Linked DNA regions of Sus scrofa: region 2 is linked to region 1. Evidence: chromatin contacts called from public Hi-C data. All regions are on one chromosome and are shown on one strand. Each heading gives the region's core, a stretch centred on a gene start, on an enhancer-like site or on the middle of the called end of the contact. The rest is flanking DNA. Distances are from core to core; before and after follow the strand shown.

Evidence for each region. A called contact is a pair of places that touch in the nucleus more often than the background predicts.
Region 2: a Hi-C map of liver shows a contact between it and region 1, with 10 times the contacts expected there. The contact joins two enhancer-like sites. A contact is called at or near these places in 2 of 47 Hi-C or Micro-C datasets (heart right ventricle and liver).

What each region holds. Positions count from the first base shown.
Region 1 is chr13:137,362,233-137,369,466 of Sscrofa11.1, reverse strand. It overlaps PDIA5 (protein disulfide-isomerase A5), which reads left to right. Exons shown (of 17, transcript XM_003132633.5): 4 at 6,958-7,041. Among named protein-coding and RNA genes, the nearest start is that of PDIA5, 33 kb to the left of the region's middle. Within about 2 kb of position 4,161, at least 8 of the 83 cell types and tissues checked have an H3K27ac peak or open chromatin away from gene starts, as enhancers often do.
Region 2 is chr13:137,483,774-137,491,239 of Sscrofa11.1, reverse strand. The region is part of intron 1 of SEMA5B (semaphorin-5B); the gene reads right to left. Among named protein-coding and RNA genes, the nearest start is that of SEMA5B, 44 kb to the right of the region's middle. Within about 2 kb of position 4,674, at least 6 of the 83 cell types and tissues checked have an H3K27ac peak or open chromatin away from gene starts, as enhancers often do.

The DNA of each region.
Region 1 (7,234 bases), core at 2,912-5,411:
CAGCCCAGTGACAGGGTGCCTTGCATTGCCCTTTAAACCTATAGGTCAGGAGGCCTGGCTTTGAGTCCAGGCTCTGACAGCAAATAGCTGTGGAACCTATGGTAAGTTGTTGCCTCTCTGGGTTTTACTTTACTCTCGTGTGAAACATGGAGTTGAGTCTTGCAAGTTGCTCTCATCCCTACACAGCCTGACATCCTGGAAGCTGCCAGGCTCAGCGTGCAGCATGTGTGCAGGTACACCCGTTGGAGGGTGTGTCTTGCCCTCTTTGTGTTTCTCTTCCCATCCTGGGTGTCTGCCTCTTAAATCGCTCCCATCCCGCATTGTTAGCTTCTCTCCTTCTTTGTTCCTGCTCCCTTGATAGTTTTTTTGTTTTGTTTTGCTTTTTGCTTTTTTTTTTTTTTTTTTTTGTCTTTTCAGGGCCACACCCACAGCATATGGAAGTTGCCTGGCTAGCGGTTGAACCAGAGCCACAGCTGCCGGCCACAGTCACAGCCACAGCCACAGCAACGTGGGATCAAAGCTGCATCTGTGACCTACCACAGCTCCCAGCAGCGCCAGATCCCTGACCCACTGAACAAGGCCAGGGATCCAACCCACATCCTTGTGGATCCTAGTCAGCTTTGTTACCTCTGAGCCATGATGAGAATGCCTCCCTTGATAGTTTCTGTTGCCTCTTCCCTTCTTGGGCCCATGCCTACCCCATTCTTTCGGTCTTTTTCCTCCTCTCCCCTCTGTGTGGATATTCTTCTCTTTTACTTGCTTTTCTGGCCTTTTCCTCCCTACCCCTGCCTGCGTGCCTGCACGGTCCCCCCGCCCCCACAGGTTTTCTCCCAGGTCCAGGACTGTAGCTTGTTGCTGGGCCGTGTCTGTAGGGTGTCTGGCTTCTGTCCAGGGCCCTGTCAGCTCTCCCTTCCCCTCGCTCCACCTCCTGGCTCAGACCTCAGCACCCACGCTCAGGTTGGCTGGTGGTAGTTGTCCTGCTCTTAAGTGGGTTGTGTGTGAGGGAGTTGGTATTCCCTGCGCGCCCTGCAGCCTGGCATCGGCTGGGCTTTGGCGTGGAGGGCTGCTGTCTGGGCGGCGGGGTGGCAGCCAGCAGGCGGGAGCTGGGCCTGGTATGCTTATTGGAGGCTGAGTCTCACTGGGCTGAGACTGCCCTATGGGGCCCTCACTGTTTCTTTTCCTGAGGGTTTAGGGTCATTACCCAACCACGTTTTCCCTCTTCCCCCTCATTCTCCCATCTTCTCTCTTTCTCCTGGAGCAGTGCTACTTGCAGACCCAAGATGTGAGGCCTGCTGGGCAAGCATAATGCATTTTGAAGCCTGTGTCTTCTTCCGCAAATTACCTGAACTTCGTATTTGCTCTTTTATTTACTTATTTATTTATTTACTTTTAGGGCCACACCTGCCGCAGATGGAGGTTCCCAAGCAAGGGGTCGAATCAGAGCTGCAACACGGGATCCGACTGGCCTCCATCCTACACCACAGCTCACAGAAATGCCGGATCCTTAACCCACTGGGCAAGGCCAGGGATCGTCCTCATGGATACTAGTTGGGTTTGTTACCACTGAGCCATGACAACGGGACCTCCCAGCATTTGCTCCTTTATATGTAGGCATTTAAAAATTTTTTTCTTTTTGGCCACCCTGAGGCATGTGGAGTTCCCGGGCCAGAGATTACATCCCAGCCGCAGCTGCGACTGAGCTGCAGCAATGCTGGATCCTTCACCCACTGTGCTGGGGCGGGAATCGAACCTGCGTCCCAGTGCTCCCAAGGCGCCACTGATTCTGTTGTGCCGCACTGGGAACTCCTACACGTAAACATGTTGAAGTTACTTACCTTGGGATAAGGTAGGCTTCCAGAGCAAGTACATTGTGACACGGCTTTGTTAGAATTTGTTCCAGAATGATAGAATTGCAGTTTCCTCAGTTCCCGCCCCACTCTAGCAAGTCATTGAAATGGTGGATGTTTTTACAAATTTATTAAAGTGAAAGTACATTGTCAGAGAGAGAGCTCCCACACGCGTATAAAAAGAGGGCCTGCCCCACTTTACAGTTGCCTTTGTATCCCTGTGCTGGATACCTTATTTGCATGGGGAACAGATTATATAGAGGCGGGCTGAGGAATGGGTGACATTCCTTTCCTAGTAGGGAGTGAGCCCCCAGGTTGTTCAAGGTGGGGGAAGGGGCATTACAAAGAGACACAGCCAGACCTTTGGAGTTTAATCTCCTTGAAGGGGACTTGAAGCCTATAACAGCTTCAGACACCTTGTGGCATGCTGCCGTGCACTTGAAGGAGGGTGCCGTGTCCCCCCCAGAACTGCGGGGCGGGGGAGACAGGTGGAGCACAAAAGGCACACTCCTCTTTCTCATAGTCCCGTCACGTCTGTGAATTGTGCTACGTAATTCATACTTGATCATGTGCCTTCTTGAGGTTGGTGCCAAGGGGAACAGCCACCCCTGGGAGGATCCGTGTCTTGGGAGTCCCTTCCTCAGCAGGGCTAGTGACCTGCCGACAAGGCCTGGCCATGGTGAAGGCCCCGCTACATCAGGCCTGTTCTCTGGCTCTTGGCTCTGTCCTCAGCCACATCCTTGCATATAGTCCTCAGTATCTGGCACCTCGCAGTCACTCTGATGGTGTTTCTTGTGCCTCATCTTGCGTTTTCTTTGCGTCTCTGTAACGGGGGCACGTCCCACCTTTTCTCTCCTACCTTCTCTTGGGTCATAGGTCCTTTTGCTCAGACTCCCTGTGTTAGACCCGGCAGGTGGAAGAAAGATGTTCCCTTCCTTGATGGGGAAATGGACCTTAGGAAGGCTGGGATAGCCAAGGGCACACAGTGGCCAAGACAGGTTGGGGGCCTTGCCTCTAGCCCTCAGAGTCATCTGCTTTCCACGCACTGCAGGAGGCTGCCCGGCTGAGCCGGATCTGGCTGGTGGGCTAAGAGAGAGATGACGAGGTTCAGATCTTTGTGATTCTCTACCACCCGTCCGGGCTTCTGGCTTCTGGTTCATCTGTCAGGGAGCCAGCCCCAGTTCTGGGAGAGACACAGCACCCCTGCAAATGCAGCCTGCCTTGATGTGTTAGCAATACATGACCCTCTAGGGGAATAGAAAGCTCCACCCAGCTCATGTAGACAACTCCCGCATTTTACAGCTGCAGAAACCAGGGCCCCGCCAGAGGTCACAGGCTAGCTAGTGACAGCACCAGATCTAGGAGCCATCAGTCGCTCCAGCTAGCAGTGACTCCAGGGAGGGTTTGCCACTTGGGCTGCTTGGAAAATCATGCGCCTCCCCTTCCTGAGCCTTCAGCACCTTATTTCTTCTCTTTCTTCTCGCTCTCACCACCCCCTCCCCCTTCCATCCCTGGGTCTGACTGCCGGCAGTGTGGGTTGCCAGTCCTTGGAGTGATCGTCACAGAACGTGAAGATCTAGTAAACACAGCACCACGTACCTGCAGCCACTCCACACTGCTGGCCAGCCACCCACAACAAAGTCACATGAAAACGCCCAGTGTACGTGTCTGTCTGGGCCGGTGTGGGGAGGGAGGTGTGTCCAGGCTGCACCGATCTTCTTCCACATTCTTTGTAGAGGAGAGCCAGGGTGGGGGGAATGCAGCAGGTGATGGGCAGAGGGCAGGGGGGCTCCAGCCTCCCCAGCAGAGAGGGCTGGTTCCCGCAGGGCGGTCAGGGGAGTGACAAGTGAGGGCATCTCCCTGGCCAGTCCACTCTCTGGCTGCCCCTCGCTTCATCCCAGCAAAGCAGCTCATTTCCCTGCTCTCTGCCTTGGTCTCCTTCACCCCAGGGCCCCCGTCCCTGGCCAGGGAGGGGAGGGAGCCAGTAGATCAATTAATTGTGCTTCATCTATCAACCTGGATCCTTTTAAGTCCCTGAGCTTGGGTAATTTCTCTCCCCTTCTTGAACTCTTTGGGCTTTTATCATCTATACTGCACAATTAGTGGGTATGAGTGCACATACACACGCACACTCACATGTATGCACACACACACACACTCTGAAGGGCAGAATCATAGGAGGGAGGTGGGGCTGATCTGAGAGCACTGTGAGGAATTGTCCCCTGGCAGGGTTCCTGGAGCTCAGTAGGCAGAGCCCAGAGCCAGCAGTGAGCGCCTTGTCCCAGCGCAACAAGCCAGCATCACTCACTCACTCACTCGCCAGGCTATTTATAGAGTGGCTGCTATGTGCCAGCAGCCATTGTAACCCTGGGGAACCAGCTGTGAACCAAACAAAGCCCTCACCTTGGTGGAGCAAACTTTTCGAATGGGGGCAATAGTCAGTGGACATGGTGGTCAGGTGTGGAGAGAAATTGGGGCAGGGCATGTGGCTGTGCAGGAGGAGGGTGCCTGAGGCTCTGGGGTCTGTGTCACAGGTGCTCAGAGAGGACAAGAAGCCAGCTCCCCTCTGAGAATGTGTACAGCATTCATATGCATGTGGGAGCAGGGGTGGGGGCGGGGAAGAGGAGAAAATCCTCCCGGGATGTCCCATAACCTAAGGACTGAGGACGGAAGAGGGTTGACAGAATCTGCCACAGGGAGTCCTGTGGCAGGGAGGGAGATGAACTGCCGTGGAGCCAGAGGCTGTGGGCAGGGCTGGGCATGCCTGGCCCTTGGGGAGGCTCCTGGCCCTCCCTGCTCCACCCAGCCCGGTGTTGGTCCTAAGTCTGGCCTGAGCTCACCAGGACAGTGAGGCTTTCCCAAGGAGTGGGCTCCCTGCAAGCTGGTGGGGGGAAGGAATCGGGGTTGCAATGCCTGGGCTGTGTGCACTCCTCTCTGCTTTGCGAAGTCACAGGAGGAGGCTGCCAGCCAGGCTCGAGGGAGGAGAGAGCCAGCGTTGGGCTTCCTTGCCTTTTGGGCACGCCCGCTGGATGTCAGCATGGGCAAGGGAGGCCGCAGGCACCCGGAGCTGGCTCCTGTCCCAGCTGCTATATGTTGTCACATTTGGGTGGACAGGAGGTGGTCACGGCAATAGTTGCACACAGCAGAACCAAGCCGACAGGCAGAGTGCCAAGGGAATGGTTGTAAACGTCCCAGTTGAGCCCTCCCGTCTCTCATGGGGCAGGGAAAGGGCACCTCAGACACAGTTGTCACACAGACCTGCTGCCTGTCAGTGTGACTTCACCACAGAGCACCTGCGGGACAGGGAAGACCCAAACTGCAGTGGCTGTCATCAGTAGGGGTGCCTGGCATCCCCACAGGGCTTTAGGGTAAGCGTTGATCCACTTGGCGTGTGGGCTGCCTTTCCAGTGCCTCCTGATGCATGCCCTCGGCCCTTCTGGATCCCCTTTGCACCCCAGCTTATCCCAGCTCTCTGGTCTCCTTATCTTAGAAGGCCCTCCCCACTTTGGGGGGCCAGCCAGAGCCATGTCACTACCCTTTTCCTGCCTGAGTTCATTCTGCAATTCTCGAGTCCCCTGTTGGCTAGGCCGTGAGGTGGAAGCTGCAGTGGCTGCTCTGATGACTGTCATCCGTAGGACCACATGAGGAGGGAAAGCTCTAGGCCTGGGGTGTGGGGGGAGCCTGAAAACACCCGACACTCCCCCTTCCCGCCCACATATACCAGTCCTGAGAGATATGCTTCTTGAATTGCAAATTGCATCTTTACACTTAAAATGAGGTCCCATCATTTTGCTTGTCCATTGAGGAGTGTGGCTTTTGGAGTTGAGCTGAATGGTTTAATGAGTCCATCTGCTTTGGGGCGGGTGCACAGCCGTATGAGGCTGATGGCTGTGGAAGGTGGCGAGGTAGGGAAACAGGTGGGAGTTGACGGGACTTCCGTCAGGTGGCTCTCTTACCTGGCAGAGCAAGGCTTCCCATGAGGGGTAGTCAGTGGGAACCGGTGGGGATCGGGGGACCGAGATACCATCACTGAGTCTGTTGGGATGTGGCAGGAGGGCTGTGGAGTACGGAGCAGGGCCCTGCGGGTGAAGTAGCGGGCTGCCCCGGCTGGCTGTTGGGCAGACTTGGCTGAGCGGGTGAGAGCAGGTAAGGTCTCCAAGGGGGCTGGAAAGCTGAACCTCGTGATAGTGGGAGAGAGGTCAGGGGAAGGAGGAAGAGCCCAGGACAGTGGCAGGCCTCAGAATTACCCTGATGGCTCCTTAAAACACAGTTGACTGGAGGACCCGCTAGGAATTTTGACTAGGTCTGGGATGGGGCTGAGACTTTGCACTTGTCACAGGATCCCGGGTTGTGCTGCTGCTGCTGGTCGAGAGCCCACGTTCTGAGGTCCCTGGTCTAACAGAAAGGGAACCAGGATTAGAGGAGGGCGTGCGTGAGCACTTGGTAAGCAGAGAAGGGCATCCGGCAGACGTTTCTCATTAGAAGAGTTGCGGGGGTCTGACAGTGCAGACGCTAGCGCGTCTCTGAACCCTTCCCTTTCTCCCTTGGCTTTTGTCACTTCCCGGTCAGATTTCATAACCTCTGCAGTATCGTAGGACATTCCCTCCCACCCTGGTGGCATGTGACACACATCAGAGGTTTAAAAAATGAAAACTTGCCAGGGCCGCAGGCAGAGCTTCTGGAGTCACGATCTGGGATGGGCCAGGGAATCAGTATTTAAAAAAAAAAAAAAAACTTCCTCAGGTGATTCTAAAGAGCAGCCAGGACTAGGAACCACTGTTCTGAGTTTGTTTTTCTTCTTAGAATGGGCCATGCGCCCCCTAAGCTTTCGGGTTTTTTTTTTTTCCCCCAGTCTGGACCCATCCCGTTGCTCCTTCCAGGTAGTGATACAACCTTCCCACCTACTTGCCCCTCTTCCCAGATCAGTCCATAACCTCGTGGTTTCTCTCCTTCCTCCAGTTTTCTGAGAACCTGTGTATAGTGACGACCTCTCCTGTATTGAGAATTCTAAGATACCCACTTTATTCTTTGGCCACCAGCAGATTTTACCCTGTCGCCACCTTTGTGAGGTCTGCAGGTACCAGGTGGTCCCCACATTTGTGTCTTTCAGGGACGCAGAGAGTAGGAAATTGTGTAAGAAGATGAAAGTTGACCTGAGCGCAAAGGACAAAAAGGTTGAATTATTCCATTACCAGTAAGTACACGTGGGCATTTCTAATTTCCAAGCAAATGCTGAAAGCTTTCATTGGTATTCTCTGCGAACAGCGATTTTTAGTGAGATTAATTTTATTTCAGAATGATTTTTTCCCCCCAGTGTTTACAATTACTGCTTAAAAAAAAATCTTGAACTGTGTTCAATAGCTGAATCTTATTAAATGCTGCAGGAA
Region 2 (7,466 bases), core at 3,425-5,924, 120 kb before region 1:
CTCTTTGAAATGAGACCACATTGTGGTCTTCGCATGTTGTTTTTTCAGCAGCAGAACCCATTTTTCAAATGCAATTTTATCTAGAACATCTACATCTACCTCTAGATCAGATAGAAGCACTGGTGGGCAGAGAGCTCGACCCCAGACACTTGGCCTCTCTCACAACCCTTAAAGTGGCTGGGAGGAGCCCTAGTGCTCCTGACAGCCCAGCGTGAAACTACAGTACCGGCTCTGAGGGCCTTTCACCTCCCTAACACCAGGCTTTTTATCCTCAAGGGAGGGTAAAGAGACACCAGCTGGAGGGCTGAGCACGAGAGGGTCCCAAGGGAGGGAGCAGGCTCCCCTCTCCCTTAGAGCACCTGTTGGGGCTGTAGGCCCTGCGGCGGAGGCTGCTGAAGGCGAGGGCTGTGGCTACAGATGGCAGAAGGGAGGCCAGCCAGGACCCAGGCTCCAGGGTGACAAATGTACTACACAGCCAGGCCAGATGGATGCCCCTGCCTTTGGCACCGTGGCGCCTCGAGGAAACACTGGGCTGCTTTTCATCCTGTGGATCGTTGCAGGCTCCCTCTCTCCCCAGCTCAGCCAAATCATAAATCTCGCCTGCCAGGGGAGCCGGCTGCCCTGACCCCAGCCCTGTGCATGCTCCGTCTTGGCCTCGCCTCATGCCAAGACAGAGATCCAGGCACGAGCAGCAGCAGGAGGGACTGTGCACGGAGCTGGGCCCACAGGGATGCAGGGTCCTGTCTTGGCTTGGCTTTCCAGAATGTTCTCCATCCACATTTCCCCTTTTTGCCTTCTGAACCCTTTCCTCCTGTCCAGGATTCTGCCAGGGGCTTTGACCATGCAGACCACACCAGATCCTCAGCCTTCAAGAGTTCTGACTCTGACGGACACTGGGAAGTTCCATGGGGACCCTGAATACCTTCTCCCTGCCCCCCAGCCTCTGGGAAGGAAGCAGGAGGAGCACCCCGCCTGCACTAGCCACCTCGGCCTGTTCCCACCCAGGCAAAGTCTCCTCGCACAGCTGGCCACCGGCGGCCCAGGATTCTGTCTCCCAGCGGGAACACAGGCAGCCTCACAGAGGGAGGGATTTCTTTCTTCCTTTGTCCATCTCGGGTCGTGTCTTTCCCACTTCTACCCACTGTCCTCCATCCTCATCCCTAGGAAAGAAGCTCCCCTGGCTCCCCACCCCCATCCGCCCTGCTGCTTCTCAGGGCTTTTTCTTATGAATTCAGCACATGACGCTGTGTGGCACCTTATGGTTTGTCACCTGCTTGGTTTACCTGTCACACCGTGGGGTGGGGATCCTCAGCTCCCCTTTTCAGGTGGAAACGGAGGCCCAGAAGGTTCAACTTGTCGGTGATGGCGTGGAGACTAGAATTGCCAGCTCTGTTTCTCACTGGATCCTGGCTTTCTTCTCTGCTCCTCTCTCCTCTCTCAGTTTTCTCTCTTCTCCTCTCTCTCTACCCTCCTCTCTTCTCTATCTGGCATCTGTTCTCAACACATCCTCTGCATCTCCCCCCTGCCACAAAAGACCTCCTCCAGACCTGCCTGAGGTCTGAGCAGGTGGGGACCTCAAGACCACCCACATCACGCCATCACCTAGTTTACAGGTGAGGACACTGAAGCCACAGTACTTGGCTGGGTCCCTAGGCCTCTCCCCTCTCTCCACCAGGGTGCATGGGTGGCGGTGGGAGCCCAAGAGGGGTAATGAATTTCTTAAGTCATCCTGATTTTATTACTTGGAGCATTTCTAGGGCAGAACCCAGACAAACATGGGCTAGCGTGCTCCCTCCCTCCCTCTGCAGCAAAGATGCTGCATGTCTGCATAAAGCTTGCGCCCTATTTCACTTAGAAGGAAAGGTCAAGGTCACGTATCTCTGCAGCCAGCCTCCAGCAGGCAGAGTCTTTGAGACGTTCATCTGCTCCAGGGCTTCGCCCTCAGCCCAGGAGGCCCTGTCCCTCCCCCACGCCACTTAGAGTGGGTTGCTCTCCTTGCTAGGTCATCACCGGGGGACAGAGATTCCCCCAAGCTCTATGGGCCACTCTTTCTCATCCTCACTGGGATGGCTGTCCCTAGGTGACAAACCGTGAGACTCAGCAAAGAGAGAAACCCACCTCTTAGATGCAACCCTAGATGGTCATTAAAAATGGTCTGGGCGCTGCTGTGCTAGGCACGGCTGTGCTGGGCACAATGACAAGCCCAGCTGTGCAGAGTTCTCGGAGGCAGGGCCATGGTCTGTGAAGAAGGCCCCTCAAAGGAGCCTCCCTGGGCCTCCAACCACAGATTGGCCACCACTGCCCCCACATCGGCCTGATCCTTCCCTCCCCCAAAACCCGGCCCACAAAGCCATGTATCAGGGTGGTCTTGCAGACCCTTTTGGAGCACTCTGAACTGAGAGACCCACCCCGGGGTCACTTGGAGCAGCCAGCAGAGCTGGCCTGCCAGGCAGGAGGAGCTAGCTGGGGAGAGCGAAAAGGACCTGGGCTTGGGAAACAAAAAGCATGGGCTCAGTCCTGATCTATCACTTAGCAGCTCCTTGATCCTGCCTGAGCCATTCCTCTGAGCCTCCACTTCTCATCTGTTAAATGGAAGAGAGAAAATCCCATGCTTATCTATTTCACCAGGTGTAAGAGGATTAAACAGGAGCGGGCAGGTAAAGTGCCCTGGAAGTGGCTGTGAGGCAGGAGTCGGCATCCCCAGGACTGCAGACCTGCCAAACTTCCTCTCCATCCACAGGGCTCCAAGCCTACCCTGCAAAGGTGACCCATCCTGTTTTAGGGCAGTGCCACCTAGCTTCCTCTAAATGGAGCTTTGTTCTTGATGCCCAGCCTCCTTAAGTCCCCAGGTAGGAGCCTGCAGGTCTAGGCTCCCTCTTCCCAGGGGCTCCAATAGGTGAAAACACACTCCAGCTCTCATCTGCTTGCTCATTACAAGAAGTGGAGATTTACTCCCGAGGCCTTCATTATCACCTAATTGTGTTCCCACTAAAAACTCATTAATTAGCCATTCTAATGCTGTCAACACATTTAAATAGACTCATAGACCTACAGACATTTAGAGTTGGAAGAGAACTTTGGCAAGTCCAACCTGTTTGACCCCCTCAGGTTAGAAATAAGGAGAGTGAGGCCCAGAGAGGTTAATGGACTCAACCAAGGTCACACAGCAGGCTAGTAATGATGCTGAGGCTAGAAACCCACGTCATTGTGTTTCAGCCCAGAGTCCCTGCTTCCTACCACACCACTTTCTGGAAAAAAAAAAAAAAAAAAAGCAATGTCACCCTTCACCTTCAATCATCTATTCTAGATTGAGGTGTGACCCCAGCTGGAAGAAAATATAAATGTGGAATTTTAAGTAGATTTTTAGAAATGATAATATATGTACCCGAGCCAGATGGTGATCAGCTGAAACATGCTAACGAGTGTCGTGCCTTCTGAGACTGAGGACCAGAGATGCATAAACTGGACCAGCAGAGCTAGAGGCTGGCTCCGGGGAGACCAGCAGCATCAGGTTAATCCGATTCTTGACGCCCACCTGGACTTCCTGGCCCAGAAGCTCTGGAGTGGGGCCCAAGAATCTGCATTTTGAGTACCACCAGCTAAAAGAGGAAGCAACAATACACATATACAACTGTGGAGACCAAGAGGAAAGGACAAAGTGTGGTTCAAGTAGATAGCTGACAGAGTTCCTGTCGTGGCGCAGCAGAAACGAATCCAACTAGGAACCATGGGGTTGCGGGTTTGATCCCTGGCCTCGCTCAGTGTGTTAAGGATCCGGCATTGCCGTGAGCTGTGGTGTAGGTCACAGACGAGGCTTGGATCTGATGTTGCTGTGGCTGTGGCATAGACCAGCAGCTTAGCTCCAATTCAACCCCTGCCTGGGAACTTCCATATGCCACACCTGTGCCCCCCCCACACAAAAAAAGCAAGTAGACAGCTGATGAAAGGAATAGGAGAATAGCCTTCCAGGAGGCTCTGATGAGCGAGGGCAGGAGCTGGCACCAGGGAGGCTCAGCCCGGGAACCATGTGGCTGCCCACGCTGGAGCCAAAGTTCTCAGTCATGGCCATGTGCCCACTGGTCATGAGGCAAGTGTCTGCAGGGACAGCAGTTTCAACTGGAGGTCCAGGCAGGAATAGCAAATAGCTGCCCAGCACTCCATGCACACTGGGCACTGTCCAGAGTCCTCAGGATTGTCAACAGATCCGGTCCTGTCTGAACTCTGTGAAGTGGGGACACTGTTTTTACCCCACCCCATGACGAGGAAGCAGGCTAGGAAATGAGTCACAGGGCCAGGAACGGGAACCTGGACCTTCTCCATGCTGCCTCCTGCCTCCAGAGAAGATCAGAAGCTCACTGTCCGGCCTGAGGTGCACAGCATTTCTCTATGGGTGTGTGTGTGTGTGTGTGGTGGTGGAATGTTTTTAGGGAGGCACCTCACCTGTGCACTGCATCTCTGGCTTCTGCCACCAAATGACAATAGGATTCCCAAGTCACTCTGACAGCCAAGACACCTGTATATGTGACACTAGGGCCCACCCAGAAGCTCCACCTGGGTGGGAATCAAGGATGGGGTGGGAAGAAGCACCCAATCCCAAAGGATTGCCTTGCTCTGCAAGGGACTGTGCTGGAGGGAGCTGGCCAGGCCACAGAAGGCCGTGCCGGGGGGAGCAGGGTGGATGTTGTAGCCAAGAGGCCCTCAAAGCTTATGCTACTGAGCAGCTGCAGGAGGGGTGGGGAAGGGTGATGTGGGAGCAAGAAGGAAAGGAGTGAGAAGCCACAAACTCAGGCACGGAGGCTTGAAAGGGCAAAGCCAGGTGAGTCTGAGGGTAGGATTCACCTCAACTGCCTTCAATTGACCTCAGCACCTCCACCTTCTCTCACACAGCTCTCAGAGGCTGGCCACAGCTCTCGGAATCTCAGAGGGTGAGCTTTTCTGCAGAGGCCTGGGTACAGCAGTAGGAGTATTGTGGAGAAAAAAAGCAGCAAGTCTGAGAACCAAGCCACAGACTTTGCTGAAGAAACAAGAAACCATCTGCCCCCCCTCCCACCACTTTTTTTAACCCTGGCTGCTGACAGCAGGAAAGTCACAAAGAGCTGCAGTGGCCCTGAATGGGCTGGGAGGGCCCTCTGTCCCCTTTCGTAGGGAACACCGACCCTCCCCCCCCACTCTACATCTCTGCATCAGATGTGGCATCAGGCACTGTGGGGGACCTTCAAACCCTTCTCTCATAGTATTTATTCCACAGCAGCCCTAATGCAGCCACCCCTTCTTTTCCCACCTCTCTTCCCTTCAAAATTCCCAGGGACCAAAAATCCAGAACATATTTGTAATGTACTGACGATTGCTTTCACACAATATAAGCTAAGTTCACACCCACTCATCCCCTTAAAAGCCCAGGCCTGACAACTCCGGCATTCAGCCTCACAGTGAGTGGCCAGGAAAGGTACTTAGAGGCAGAGGGAGTGAGCACAGATAATCCATAGAGCAGAACACCAAGAGGCCATGACATTCCTCAGGCATTTATTGGCTAACATACTCCTTTGAAAAGTCGGAAAGTCTACCAGGTTAAGTAAAAGCTAGATGCTGTGCATCCTACAGGAACAACGTGAAACATAAGCCTTGCCCTCCAGGAAACGAGATACACACACAATGTCATTATCAAAACAATGTCAAAATAAGTATTCGACATAATAATTTCTATCGATGCTTGGAAGGGAAGGAGAGATCAGCTCGGCAACTGAAGGCAGAGGAGTGGGAGCGGGCTGTGCATCCCAGCGTGTCAGGCGTCGTTAGCGAGGCCCTGGTGGGAGAAATCCAAGTGCAGGAAAAGGAAATGAACGGAAATGGGTTCAGTCCGTGAGGCAATGGGGAGGGAAGAGCAGCTAGACAGCATCATTCCTGGGGAAGGGCAGCTAGGGAGCATTATTCTTGGGGCGCTGTGCTGGGTTTCGGAAGACAGGCATCATGGATGGGGACATGCAGAGGGCTAACATTTTTTTCTTTTTAAGGCCACACCTGAGGCACGTGGAAGTTCTGGGCTGGGGTCGAATCAGAGTGGCAGCTGAGCCCTAAGCCACAGCCACGGCAACAGCAGATCCGAGTCGCATCTGCAACCTATGGCCACAGTTTGAGGCAACGCTGGACCCGCAACCCACTAAGCCAGGCCAGGGATCGAAGAACCCCTATCCTCACAGGGACGATGTCAGGCCCTTAATCTGCTGAGCCACAATGGGAACTCCAGGGCTAATTTCATAACTATTCTGTGAAGCCAGTGCTTTGTACACTGAAGGAAAAATGTGATCCCCTCACATTTTGGATATGCATTTTTAAATATACACAAGGGGAATGCGTTCTCTTGGAAGCAGACCTGCTTCTGAGCTCCCAAACGCCTGTGTGCGGATGACCATCATGAGACAAGTCCCAGGCAAGGGACACCCAGGTTTGACATTCCATTTTTAGCAGCAAAACTGGCAAGACCAGGCAGACAGAGGCAAATACCGGCTTTTCTTCCAATGGAGAGAACAACCCAATTTGAAAAAGGAGTACCAATTAGCTAGGTGAGAAGCTCAAGCTGTGAATCCTGAAGAGCTTTAACCTGATGGTGAATCACAAATCTCAGGGCGCAGTGGGAGGTAGAGGTAGTCCCATCCTGGGGCCTGAGCCCTGGCTCTTATCATTATGTTATTGGCGGCTCTTAGCGACCAACGGAGCACCAGTTTAAGAGAAGTCATTTAAGAGAGGCTTCTCTTTTTTTCTCTTATAGACACACTCTTAGCATATGGAAATACCCAGGCTCAGGGTGGGGTCAAGTCGGAGCTGCAACTGAGGTCTACACCACAGCCACAGCAACAGTGGATCTGAGCCACATTGGCCACCTACGCTGCAGCTTGCAGCAACACCAGATCCTTAACCCACTGAGCGAGGCCAAGGATCGAACCCAAATCCTCATGGACACTATGTTGAGTTCTTAACCCACTGAGCCACAACGAGATCTCCAAGAGAGGTTTCTTTTTGAGCACTTATTTCAAAAGAAAGTGCTTTGGGTGCCATTTCAACATTAAATTTGGTAAGAACTAATTATGAAATTAAGCTTCATGTAAATCCACTGACCTTTGGTTTTTTATCTGTAAAATGGTGATCCCGACCCTACTTATTTCCCAAGATAAGGATGAGGTGGTGTTTTGGAAACCAGAAAGCACTACTGAGAAATGACCCAAGTTGGAGTTCCTGTCATGGCTCAGCAGAAATGAATCTGACTAGGAACCATGAGGACACAGGTTGGATCCCTGGCCTCGCTCAGTGGGTTAAGGATCCGGTGTTGCCGTGAGCTATGGTGCAGGTTGCAGACGTGGCTCGGATCCCAAGTTGCTATGGCTGTGCTGTAGGCCAGAGGCTGCAGCTGCAGTTCGACCCCTAGCCTGGGAACCTCCATATGCCACAGGCGTGGCCCTAAAAAAGGCAAA